3 separate regions of the Zea mays genome follow, and all the other regions are linked to region 3. Evidence: chromatin contacts called from public Hi-C data. All regions are on one chromosome and are shown on one strand. The core of a region is the stretch at or near the end of the contact, and the rest is flanking DNA. Distances in the headings are between cores, read along the strand shown. Region 1 holds the start of LOC103625685 (mechanosensitive ion channel protein 10). Region 2 holds the start of LOC103629877 (epidermal growth factor receptor substrate 15). Region 3 holds the start of LOC100382099 (Putative DUF1296 domain containing family protein).

What was found. A called contact is a pair of places that touch in the nucleus more often than the background predicts.
Region 1: a contact with region 3 is called in a Hi-C map of tassel, with 3 times the contacts expected there. The contact joins the promoter of LOC103625685 here to the promoter of LOC100382099 in region 3. A contact is called at or near these places in 5 of 25 Hi-C or Micro-C datasets (ear, endosperm, leaf and 1 more) and 1 of 3 datasets of contacts at active chromatin or transcription factors (leaf).
Region 2: a Hi-C map of endosperm shows a contact between it and region 3, with 2.2 times the contacts expected there. The contact joins the promoter of LOC103629877 here to the promoter of LOC100382099 in region 3. A contact is called at or near these places in 5 of 25 Hi-C or Micro-C datasets (ear, endosperm, leaf and 1 more).

What each region holds. Positions count from the first base shown.
Region 1 is chr6:119,965,216-119,968,863 of Zm-B73-REFERENCE-NAM-5.0, reverse strand. It overlaps LOC103625685 (mechanosensitive ion channel protein 10), which reads left to right and starts at 1,663. Exons shown (of 5, transcript XM_008650980.4): 1 at 1,663-3,144; 2 at 3,232-3,355. The coding sequence starts at 1,838.
Region 2 is chr6:120,300,468-120,304,288 of Zm-B73-REFERENCE-NAM-5.0, reverse strand. It overlaps LOC103629877 (epidermal growth factor receptor substrate 15), which reads left to right and starts at 2,537. Exons shown (of 13, transcript XM_008650981.4): 1 at 2,537-3,117. The coding sequence starts at 2,995.
Region 3 is chr6:120,118,743-120,122,230 of Zm-B73-REFERENCE-NAM-5.0, reverse strand. It overlaps LOC100382099 (Putative DUF1296 domain containing family protein), which reads right to left and starts at 2,114. Exons shown (of 11, transcript NM_001174860.1): 1 at 1,691-2,114; 2 at 1,038-1,081; 3 at 412-538; 4 at 1-92. The coding sequence starts at 1,904.

The sequences.
Region 1 (3,648 bases), core at 414-2,913, 150 kb after region 3:
AAGGGTTTAAAGCGATGAATAAAAGTGGCCTTATAATAAACTAGCCCTTAGAATAATAAATAAAAAAATCAACTAAAGGCTAGTTTAAAAACATATTTTTTATTTTCTGTCTAAGAGCTAGTTTATTGTAGTTTTGTGCATCACTAGTATATGTTTTTACTCTGTAACTTATAATATGTTCTTCACCTCACACCTCTATAGTAAAAATGTAGCATATAAATTTCTCTAACATATGGCCCACAATAGTATACAAGTATATTTTATATATAATCATATTAGCTTGTCTAAATTATGATTATTACAATGGAATTCAATTCAAGTGAATTCCAAGGATCCAAACGACGCCTTAGCTTAGTTAATATATGTCTAAATTGTGATTATTAGAATATAATTCAATTCTAAGGATTCAAACGGACCTAATATATATGGTTGTACTTGGTATGTTTCTAAATTATTTCTATCCCATTAAGATCGGATGAGATTAAAATAGATTATAAGAGATTTTAATTTGCTTAGGATTTAAACCTATCTAGGCCTCACCGGTCTACGTGAATGAATTGGAATCGAAAGGAACTGGCCATTACGACGACACGTGAAAAATTGATAAAGGTGGCGAGGAGCTCTAGCTACCCAAAAATGGCTACCATTTGTTCATAAATATATGACACAATTAATTTTTTAAAAACATTTACCATTCATCTTATTAAAAAATAATAAGTTATTATTTATTTTTAGTTTGTTTTATCACTTAAGTTAATTAGAGTTTTACTTAATATTTTATATTTTAAAATAAATATTTCGAATAATATGGATGATCAAAAATTTCTAAAAAAGTCATAGGAGTATTTGTAAATAGAGGTAGCACTTGACTAGGGCCGGCCACCGACCCTGCATACCACAGTGGTGCCTGGTGTGATTATATAAGGCTGTCTCCAGCAACGTCCTCTATATCTATCCTCTATATCCGTCCTTTACAGTCTCCTCTAAAAGATTCCATCCTCTATATCTCCTTTCTCTCCAATAACGTCCTCTAAATCACGTCATCTATACTCAAATATCTATATCAGAGACATTTTTTATTTTTATTTTTTGTACATATGTATTTGTCATACTCTTAAATGTATTGTACATATTTTAGTTTTGCTAAACCGGTTATTTAAAGTATTTAAATGGATAGAGGACCGTTTAGAGAAACTCTATATATAGAGAATCCAGCAGCGTCCTCTAAATTTAGAGAACTGTTTAGAGGACGCTGCTGGAGGGCGTAGAGGACCATTTGATCCTCTATATTTAGGGTACAGAACCCTTTAGGGTGCCTTGCTGGAGCTAGCCTAAGAACTGTGTCGCTTGGCGGTTTGATTTTGCTTCCCATTTCCGCCCGCCGAAAGTCTGTGCGTGAAACCCGGACCTAGGCTGCGAGCGAACCGAGGCGACAAACGCCACGACCAGGTAGCGTGGCGGTCCGCCGGACGAGCGTGGGGCGCGTGATCACCAGCCGAGCGCCAACCTTCGTCCTCTACACTCTGCGTAGTACTTTCCGCTTTTATAACTAGCGTGGGCCCTAACGCCCTGGGCTTCCCCCTTTTTTAAAAAAAAAAAACAAACCCTGGGCTTTCTCTCTAGCTCAAACTTCGAAAAACGGTCACCTTCCCCGTCCGTCCTCCGTTCCCTCGACGGCACCTGTGCACTTGCTGCAGTGTTGCACGGCCGCACTACCCCGACACCACAAATAATAAGCGGTCCGCTACGCCGCCCCGCCCCGCTTCCCGCCCAGCCGCCGCCGTAGCCTCCAAAGTACCCAGGTTACCTGGCCCGCCGCCGCGCGCGGGGGCGTGCTATGGACCCGTCCACTGCCAAGGCGGCCGCGCCGCCCAATAATGCGGACCACGTCCTCCACATCCAGCCCGACAACCTGCCGCCGCCGCACCCGAGCAACAACCAGCAGCCGAACCCACCGCCGCCGGAGACCCCAAAGCTCTCGCAGAACCCCGAGAAGCCGCCGGCCTCCAGCCCCTCGCGCCCGCCGCTGCCCCCCGCGCTCCTCCGCCGCCGCTCCTCCATCGCCAAGCCCAAGTCGCGCTTCGTCGAGCCGCCCACCCCGATGCACCCGGACTCCGCCCACCCCTCCCCGGTCCACCCCGCCGCCACCGCCGCCGCCTCGCTGACCGCCACCCCGACCCATCGCGCCGCGAGCGTCTCCACCCCGCACACCCCCGCGGAGGCCGACGACGACGAGGACATCTTCCGCAACAAGGATGGCTCCCGCGCGCCGGCCTCCGCGGCGCGGTGCCGCCGCCGGGTCCGCCTTGGCCTCGAGCTCTGCGTGCTCGTCCTCTTCCTCGGCCTGCTCGTCGTCAGCCTCGTCGTGCGCCCCCTGCAGGGCCGCGTACTGTGGGGGCTGGAGATCTGGAAGTGGTGCGTCATGGTCACCGCCGTCTTCTCCGGCCACCTCCTCAGCCAGTGGCTCGTCACGCTCATCGTTTTCGTCGTCGAGCGCAACTTCCTGCTGCGCACCAAGGTGCTCTACTTCGTCTTCGGGCTCAAGAAGAGCTTCCAGGTCTGCCTCTGGCTCGCGCTCGTGCTCATCGCCTGGTCCCAGCTCTTCGACAGCGAGGTCGGCCGCTCCCGCAAGACCGCCAGGACCCTCAACTACGTCTCCAGGTTCCTCGCCTCCATGCTCATCGGCTCCGTCATCTGGCTCGTCAAGACCTTCCTTATGAAGGTGGTTGCGTCCACGTTCCACCGCAAGACCTTCTTCGACCGGATTCAAGAGAGCGTGTTCCATCAGTACGTGCTGCAGACGCTGTCGGGCCCGCCGTTAATGGAGCTGGCGGAGAATGTGGGGCGCGAGGGCAGTGGCCTTGGGCGGGTCAGTATCGGCAGGGCCAAGGAGGACAAAGGCGTGCCGGAGGTGATCGATGTTGTCAAGCTCAGGAGGATGAGTCAGGAGAAGGTCTCAGCATGGACGATGAGAGGGCTCATCACAGCAATCCGAAGCTCTAGGCTGTCAACCATATCTAATACTATCGAGAGCTTTGATGATGTAGATGGCATGGAACAGAAGGATAAAGAAATAAATAGTGAATGGGAGGCCAAGGCCGCGGCGTATGCCATATTCAAGAATGTCGCAAAGCCCAGCTATAAGTGAGAACTACTTTTTTCAGTAGCCATTTCTTGTCTACATATGCATGGCTCAACATGCGCAGCAATTCTTTTCAATTATTGACGTAGGCACATTGAGGAGGTGGATCTGCTGAGATTTTTCACCAAGGAGGAGGTGCACCTGGTGATTCCAATGTTTGAGGGAGCACCAGAGACCGGAAAGATAAAAAAGTCTGCACTAAAGAATTGGGTGGTAATGGAAAAAATGAATGCATTTACTATCTCTGTTTTCCTGTTTCAGAATTCATAGGGACATTAGCCAGTTGTCCGTGCTTTGCTACAGTTTTTATATATCACATAAATAGGTATTGAAATATTTATTTAAATATAATTATTGTTTCAATCTAAATACTAATGTACATGTGGTCTTGTGGTTAGCTCCAAATTTCTGGAGCAGGGGGCATGGGTTCAAGTGCTTGCTTTAATGTACGTGTGGTCTTGTGGTTACCCCTAAATTTCTGGAGCAGAGCTTGTGGATTCGATTGG
Region 2 (3,821 bases), core at 1,288-3,787, 180 kb before region 3:
CGGAGGAGCCAGCAAAACCGGTGCAGCGGGAGACCCCCACCATGGATTTCCACAAAACAATGGGATGCCTCATGATCATCGGTGGGGCTGAAGTGTATGGCAACAAGCATCGCCTCAAGGTGGCCTGCCATGAGGTCCACGCAGTAGAACCCGTCGTCCCAAGATTCTCCGGTGGTCGAAGTTCTGCTGGTTAATCCGGCAGTGCCGGGGGCCAGCATTGTCGCGCACACGGGCGACAATGCTAGGTAGAGAAAACTGCCCAGAACAAGCTCAAAGTTTGCATATAGTTTCTGTGGGGGGAAAATATCCTTAGTTCAAGTAACAAACCGAGCAAATCAGAAAACAAAGCGCGGATCCAAAATCTCAAGAGTGGGTTTTGATGGGGTTTTCTCAAAACAAATTCTAAGGGGAAGCAACTCGAATCACGACTAAGAACTGCACCTTATGGGCATACACAGTGATCCAAAGAGTATATATTCTCACACATCAATCCCCAACAGCACCCATATCATAATAACTTGAAGGTTCTTCACAAATCCACAAGGGAAGGGAAGGGGAAAACTCAAGAACAAAAGACTTCAGAAAATCAGCAAGGGCACAAACTGAAATTGAAGCCAAGCAAAACCGGTGGGCTATACCAGCGACCCTTCCTCAGATTAAACTTTGCAGAGCAAGAACACTGTTGACGGTTACAAAATCATTGCGGATCCCTCGGCTCAAATGATGACTTCCTAGAGAGAAAACTAGGCGTTTTAAACAAGTGCTCTAAATAAAATGGCAGCCAAGAGATGCTGAACTAACCAGCCCTCCCCTCTATTTATAGATGGTTATTTATATCTCCTAAACTACACCTATTTAGAGTCTATCCACTTTGCGAGGGACAAAATAGAACAACTCTTAGGTTTTCGATCTGACGACCATGCGCTTCACATAAAGTTGCTTCGCCTTGATGCACCCTTCGCTGTGACACCACATGCCACCACCGGTTCCCTCTGGAACCGACGCCACTCTGCCATGTCCTCTCGCGAGTGCGTGTCCTAGGTGTCAGCCACCACGGCTGGTCACTAGGCTGCTCTGGTCCATCAACCAAGACCCATCATTGGACCTTCACCGCTTTCGGTCCATGAGCATGAGCCCGTATGACCTTCACCACAGCCATCGACCATCGTCCGTGTGCTCCACACTTGTACACCACAAGACGACCGACTACCCTAGAGTGCTACCAGTTGACAATCACTCATCATCAACCTAAACCATAAGGGACAAGTAAACCTTGTGTTCGCAAACATATAATATGAAGAAGCACTGAGAACATCTAAAGTCACATACATTTTCCCCTCTGGTCGAATCATCGGGCGTCGGTCACAACGTATCGATCGCTGGGGGAGACTCACGGGACCTCGCAAGTAAACTCGTGTCGAACCAAAGGCGCCAAAACTAGACGTGTCCCGCTACGCTGCATCGACGGTGGCTTGCTACGCCGCATCGTCCATCTGCTGGTGCACGTCCTCGTCTTGCTAGGGCATCTGTGCCTCCTCCTTCGTCCTACGGGTGGTCCTTCTCTCCCTCCTCAGCCTCGGCCTCATCACACCGTCCACAATCTTTGTCCAATCACCTGTAATTAAGAGTAAGCAAACAAACACACATAAAAATACGTATTTATGCAGAGAGCACCGCCGCCGGTTCTCAACACAGTGATTGACGTCCGGATCAACGCCACTGGTTATTTTATACTCACGTCTACCTTTCTCGTCTTCTCTGTGCCGCCATGGACAAGCAAAACAAGGATCGCCCGATCTCTGAAAAAACACCCACCGCCGGACGGGTGCCCCCGCGCCCTGTGCAGCTGTGCTGGCCAGAGACGCGCAGGTTGTCGAGCTGGCCCTCGCTGCGCCGTCCGACGAGCTGCGCGAGCAAGACAACTGCCCCCACTCCCCTAATCTCTTTCATCCGTTTGCTTGCTATGCGTCAGGAACAAAGATACTTTAGGCCCTGTTCGGTTTTTAGGGGTTGGAGCCCTGAATTGATTCCTAGCCGGATTACTTCTCTAATTTATATAGATTTTGATGAGCTGGAACGAATCATGGTTTATTCCTGTACAACCGAACGGACCCTTAATAGTTGCAGGTAGTTGGATTGCTGACGTTTTTGAAAGAGGTGGATCTTGCAGCTGAAGTTTCTGACCATGTTGCCCTACGAGGATTAGAAAGGAAACGTATATCTCAAAGGAAAACTTCACACAGCGAGTACGAGAGGAAGATGCGAAGTCATGGGACGCGGGGCTGCCTGCGTGTGACCGGAGAGCAAGTGGACGCGCCTTGCTGGGCGTGGCCGCGGCGGAAATACGTGACACAGGGTCACAGGGAAGCTTGACCGTGGTTCATGGCCGGTTCTCTCCAGTTCGACATGCAGTTCATGCTTCTTCGTTGCGTATAATTCTAGAAGAATAAATGTCTCCTTATTAGACATCAAATACATGAGAATACATTAGAAAAGGAAGAATATATGGTAAATGGCAGTACAATCAATTAGGTAATGTTTGTAGTCCTATTTTTATGGAAAAAATGTTATGAATACCATTATTACGAAGCACGATGTTTAGAGTCCTACATATGTAATTGTCTCCCCTTAATATGCTACTTCTCCTATGTTCCGCGCCGTGTACTTTGCTGGCGTATATGGTCCTCGGAATTTAACATTTCCAACCATCCCTTCTTCTTTTATGTTCTTTTCCAAAAGTAACCGCAAGTACTTAAACTCTAGCCAGAAATCTTAAGCCCCTTGATGTGATGAAAGTTTTTGTGTTGCACGGCTACTTTGCCCCCGGAGGATCCAGCGAAATGCAATGCAACTCATCTTCGTCGGGGCGGACAAACAGACGACACAAGGCGAAGGCACCGCCCGCACGCCGACACGCGCGGCTACACCTGCCACTCCTCCCGATCTCGCCGGCCGGCGACTGGTGCCTCCCGCCCCAGCCCTCCTCCGGGGGCGATGGAGGCGGCCTTCGACGCCTACTTCTGCGCCGCGGATCTGGACCGCGACGGCCGGATCAGCGGCCAGGAGGCCGTCGCCTTCTTCAAGGGCTCCGGCCTCCCGCAGCCCGTCCTAGCGCAGGTGAACCTTAGATCTCCCCTCCTCCGCGCCGCGCCGCGCGACTTGCTCCTCGATGATCTGCGACACTCGAGCCACCTTGCGGCTCCAATCGCGGGGGTGGCTGCTGTTGGCCGTTGCACCGCTCGGGATTCCGAGCTGTAGTGGGCTCGAGGCGCCGAGATTTGGAGCCTGCTCTGCTCTTCTTTGCTCACTGTGGATGTCGCTGTATTTTAGTCCTTTCCCACCGACCAAGCAGATCAACTTTAGTTGCTTTGTCAGTGCTTCATGCTTACAATTAGATGTGCGGTACTCCTGACTTATCTAGCTGCGTAATTTGATGCTCTAGCTCGCTCATTCTCTCTCTCTCTAGCGCTGTGAGCTCGCCAATTGAAGCTTGGAATACCATTTTAAGTTTCTGTGTTGTTCTCCCTAAAGTGTAGACAACTGAGGTTTAGGTCACGCATTGGGTTGGGGCTTTCCACTTGAGTCGGGCATCAACTTGTTATGCTGTTGGAATCCAAGTTGCGTACAAGACTACCTTAGCATGTGCCTTTGTAGTGTTCAGATTTGGATTCTGTACGAGAGAGTGACGGTTTTAGGAATGAACAACTTTTAGTGGAGTACTGCTTTGCCATTCCAAAATTTACCAACCTTTAGCTGTAAACATCTGCTGCATTTCAAGTTTTATTTGGAAGAAATACCCGTGCATCCCTTATTTGGAAGCA
Region 3 (3,488 bases), core at 865-3,364:
TGCTGAACCTTTGTGTCCGGGCTCTGGTCTGTTCTCCACCACACCATGTTGAAATCTGTTGTCCCTCACAACCCGAAATTCATGACTTGGGCCTGCATCAAGCAATCAGTTAACAGTCAAGTTGAAACCTGCAAGTTACACAACCACAATAATGCACATATGTCACGCCATATGTGAACTGCAGAAGCTTATAGTATGTAATGGGAAGCCAAAAGCAAAGACAAGCAAGCTAGAGACAAACAAGATTGCCATGGAAAACAAGAAGCTATATGTTTCGTCATTGTCTAGAAGCTGGATCGCTGGAAATATATAAAGATGATTGGAACTATCTTGGCAGCAACAGAAGCATATTCATTCTATGTTACTAAACATAAGATCAGAATTACAAATGGTGACCCTCAATTATGTTACCTGACATCTGACCCTGATTGGGAAGTCTTCTTTGATCATTTTCCATCCTGTGGGTATGTGGCCTCATCCATTGAGGGTTCTGGTCAACTTGTCCAGTACTATCAGCAAAGCTCTTCTGGCCAGCACTCTAACAATGTAATACTTTTTTCAGCACAACCGAATAAAAGAATAGCAACGTATGATTTTCAGCATTTTTGAAGCTTCATAATGTGCATTGCACACTTTAACAAAGAAGCAATAAACCTAACATGTTTCCTCAATTGATAGAGAACTACCTTTGTCTATTCATAACCGTGCTGAAAGCTCACACACACACAAGGAAAAAGGCAAGAGAGAACACGTAGAACAAATAAAGTGTTGTGGAATGCATGTCTTGTGCAAAAGCAATGTGTACGTCTCATCATATTTTACCTCTTTTGCTAGCCTATTGAGTGACTGTGTGCATGCAATTTAAGGGCATAGAACCCCAAATGTGACTTTTTGATTTAGATTGTTTCAAAACATCACAAAAAGCCTAACATTGCAAGATGAATATGTACAAGTATGCTATAAACAAAAAGGAAACAACTTCAGGTTTAATCCATTATTTTACCGTTGCACTGAAAATTTACCCAAACAGTGTATACCTCTTTCTTCTTGTCCCTTTTTCTTTTCACTTCGTGAAATGGATCTGCAAGTGCAAACGAACAACAAATTCTAAGCACAAAAAATAACATGAGAAGATTTACTACCGGAGGCAATATATATTGCAAACAAAGGCATCTGACGTCCAGCAAATAAGAGACATCGCACATATCAGCACCATACAAAAACACCAAAGATCATTTTCTTCTCGAAAAAAAAACATGGAGACCATTATAATATCTATTCTTATAGGCCCGTTACAACACACACCAGCAAGCAATAGTAAGCACTACCTTCTACAAAGTTGCAACATAGAATAGAACACAAAATTACAAGTAGCCAACAACTAAAGTTAACGACTTGGCCCTGCAAGAGTGCCATTATATATATGGACATCACTCGCTAATCAAAATCACGACCCTCGTGATTAGTATCAGTAATCAATAAACCACTAAACGCTGAGCCTCCCCCAAATCCCCATATCTCGAAAACCCTAGACTGTACACGGCAATCCCCTGCGCCCCCACGGGTGTGGCGGCAGAGCCGACCCAATGCAGCTCAGCGAGCGCCCCAAAACCCTAGCTCAAGGCACCGGTACGAGATCGATGGAGTCGAGGCGACCCCAGATCGGAGAACAGGGGAGAGGTAAGGGGACCTTGATTCAGCAGCTTCTGCGCCGTCTCGTTGGGGTCCATGTTAGACTCGCGGAGGGTGTCCAAGATGTCGGCGTCGGAGTGGCCGACGACGACCTCCTTGATCGACTGGATGGTGGACTGGATCGCCGTGGTGGTGGTGGTGGTGGTGGTGGTGGGCGAGCGCGCCGCCCCCGCCCTGTCTGAGCTGCGCGCCCCGCCGCCAACGCCAGCCATGCCCGCCGCGAGAGGGGAGATCGCCCGAACGCACGCTAGGACGGGGGAGCGGGTGGTGTTGGAGGCGCTGACGATCGCCGCCGGAATCGCATCAAACGACGCGAGGGCCTGGGTTTCGGGGGAAAGCGGGTTTGGGCTTTGGTTTGGTTGGAGTGGTTGGGGCCGGCCGGGCTCGGGTGGGCGCGTTGTTTTCCAAGGGAAATGGTTGCGCGACCTGCGAGGGCCGGTGGTCCGGTGGTGGCCGTTGTGTTGTGCTTGTGCACGAGTTTTCCGGCGGAGGCGGCTAGTGTGTCAGCGTGTGTGAACGCGGGAAGGGGTGCTCAAATGACGGATATATCCCTATCCCTACTTAGGAAATCCGTGAGCGTGGAATTTACGGCTTGAACCAAGTGGTAGGGGGGCGAGGGTGGAAGCGTCATCTTGAATGGCGGTAGGTTAATTCGATCGGTTTGGCAGAGAACGGACCTGCATTCTTGTTTGTTTTTCGACTCAGGCTCATTTTGTAGGTCGGGCCTGCGTACGTTGCACTTTAAAGGGCTGTTTGGTTTGATGCCTAACTTGCCACACTTTGCCTAACTTTTCTGTCTAAGGTTAGTTCTTCAATTCGAACGACTAACCTTAGGCAAAGTGTGGCACATTTACCCACGAACCAAACAGCCCCTAAATCCCACTTCTCCTAATTTTTTTTATGATAGTTACGCGCAGTTGGATAGGACGGTGTACACGATGCACGAAGGAAGAAAATGTTGTTTTATATTAGTAAAGACTATGTGAGTGACCGTGCGTTGCAACAGAAAAATGTATAATAACACAATAATTTATGTACATATGTGTGTTATATTGTTATAGATATGTGTTCATCCGTTGCGACGGAAGTAAAAGATTTGTATGAAACATTAATACAGAACGACAAACATCACTATATTATGCAAAATATGTGTGGAAAACATTATCAATATCACACAAATTATTTCTAAAAAGTTAATTTAAAATTTTTAATTACAGACAAATGTGTCGACAACTGTACACTAATCAGCTAATCCTTTTTAGCGATATCGATAAGTCTCTGTTGTATGTTTGTAGGGATGGCATATCGACACGAATTGTCCTCATAACTTAACAGATCAATCACAAAGTTTATTTGAAGAATCTTTGCATCCTACAAACAAAGACATAAGAGAACAAAACATATTATCTTGTAGAACGAGATAGCCGAATGTATGTTTTGAACACAAAACGAACGTACTACACTCACCCCAACAAATTTCATTCGTCTGTCATTCCCCCACATGGCCATAGCTTGTAGAACGAGGTAGCTCGTATTAAACCTATAGAATAATGTTTAGGCAACTATGTTTTATACAATGATTATCATAGAAAAAATTAAACTGCTGAGAAGGTGGTACGAAGAAAATACCCTCTTAAGTCAATTGGAACACCAGTCTGAATTATATGTTCCCACTTAAAGATATCCTCCGCCCATCTAGAACGTTTCTTACTGTAAGCAATCTTATATTTTTTGAGGCCATGATAATCGCTTCCGTGAATCTCTTGTATGGCATGTGTTTACACCAATCTTGAGTC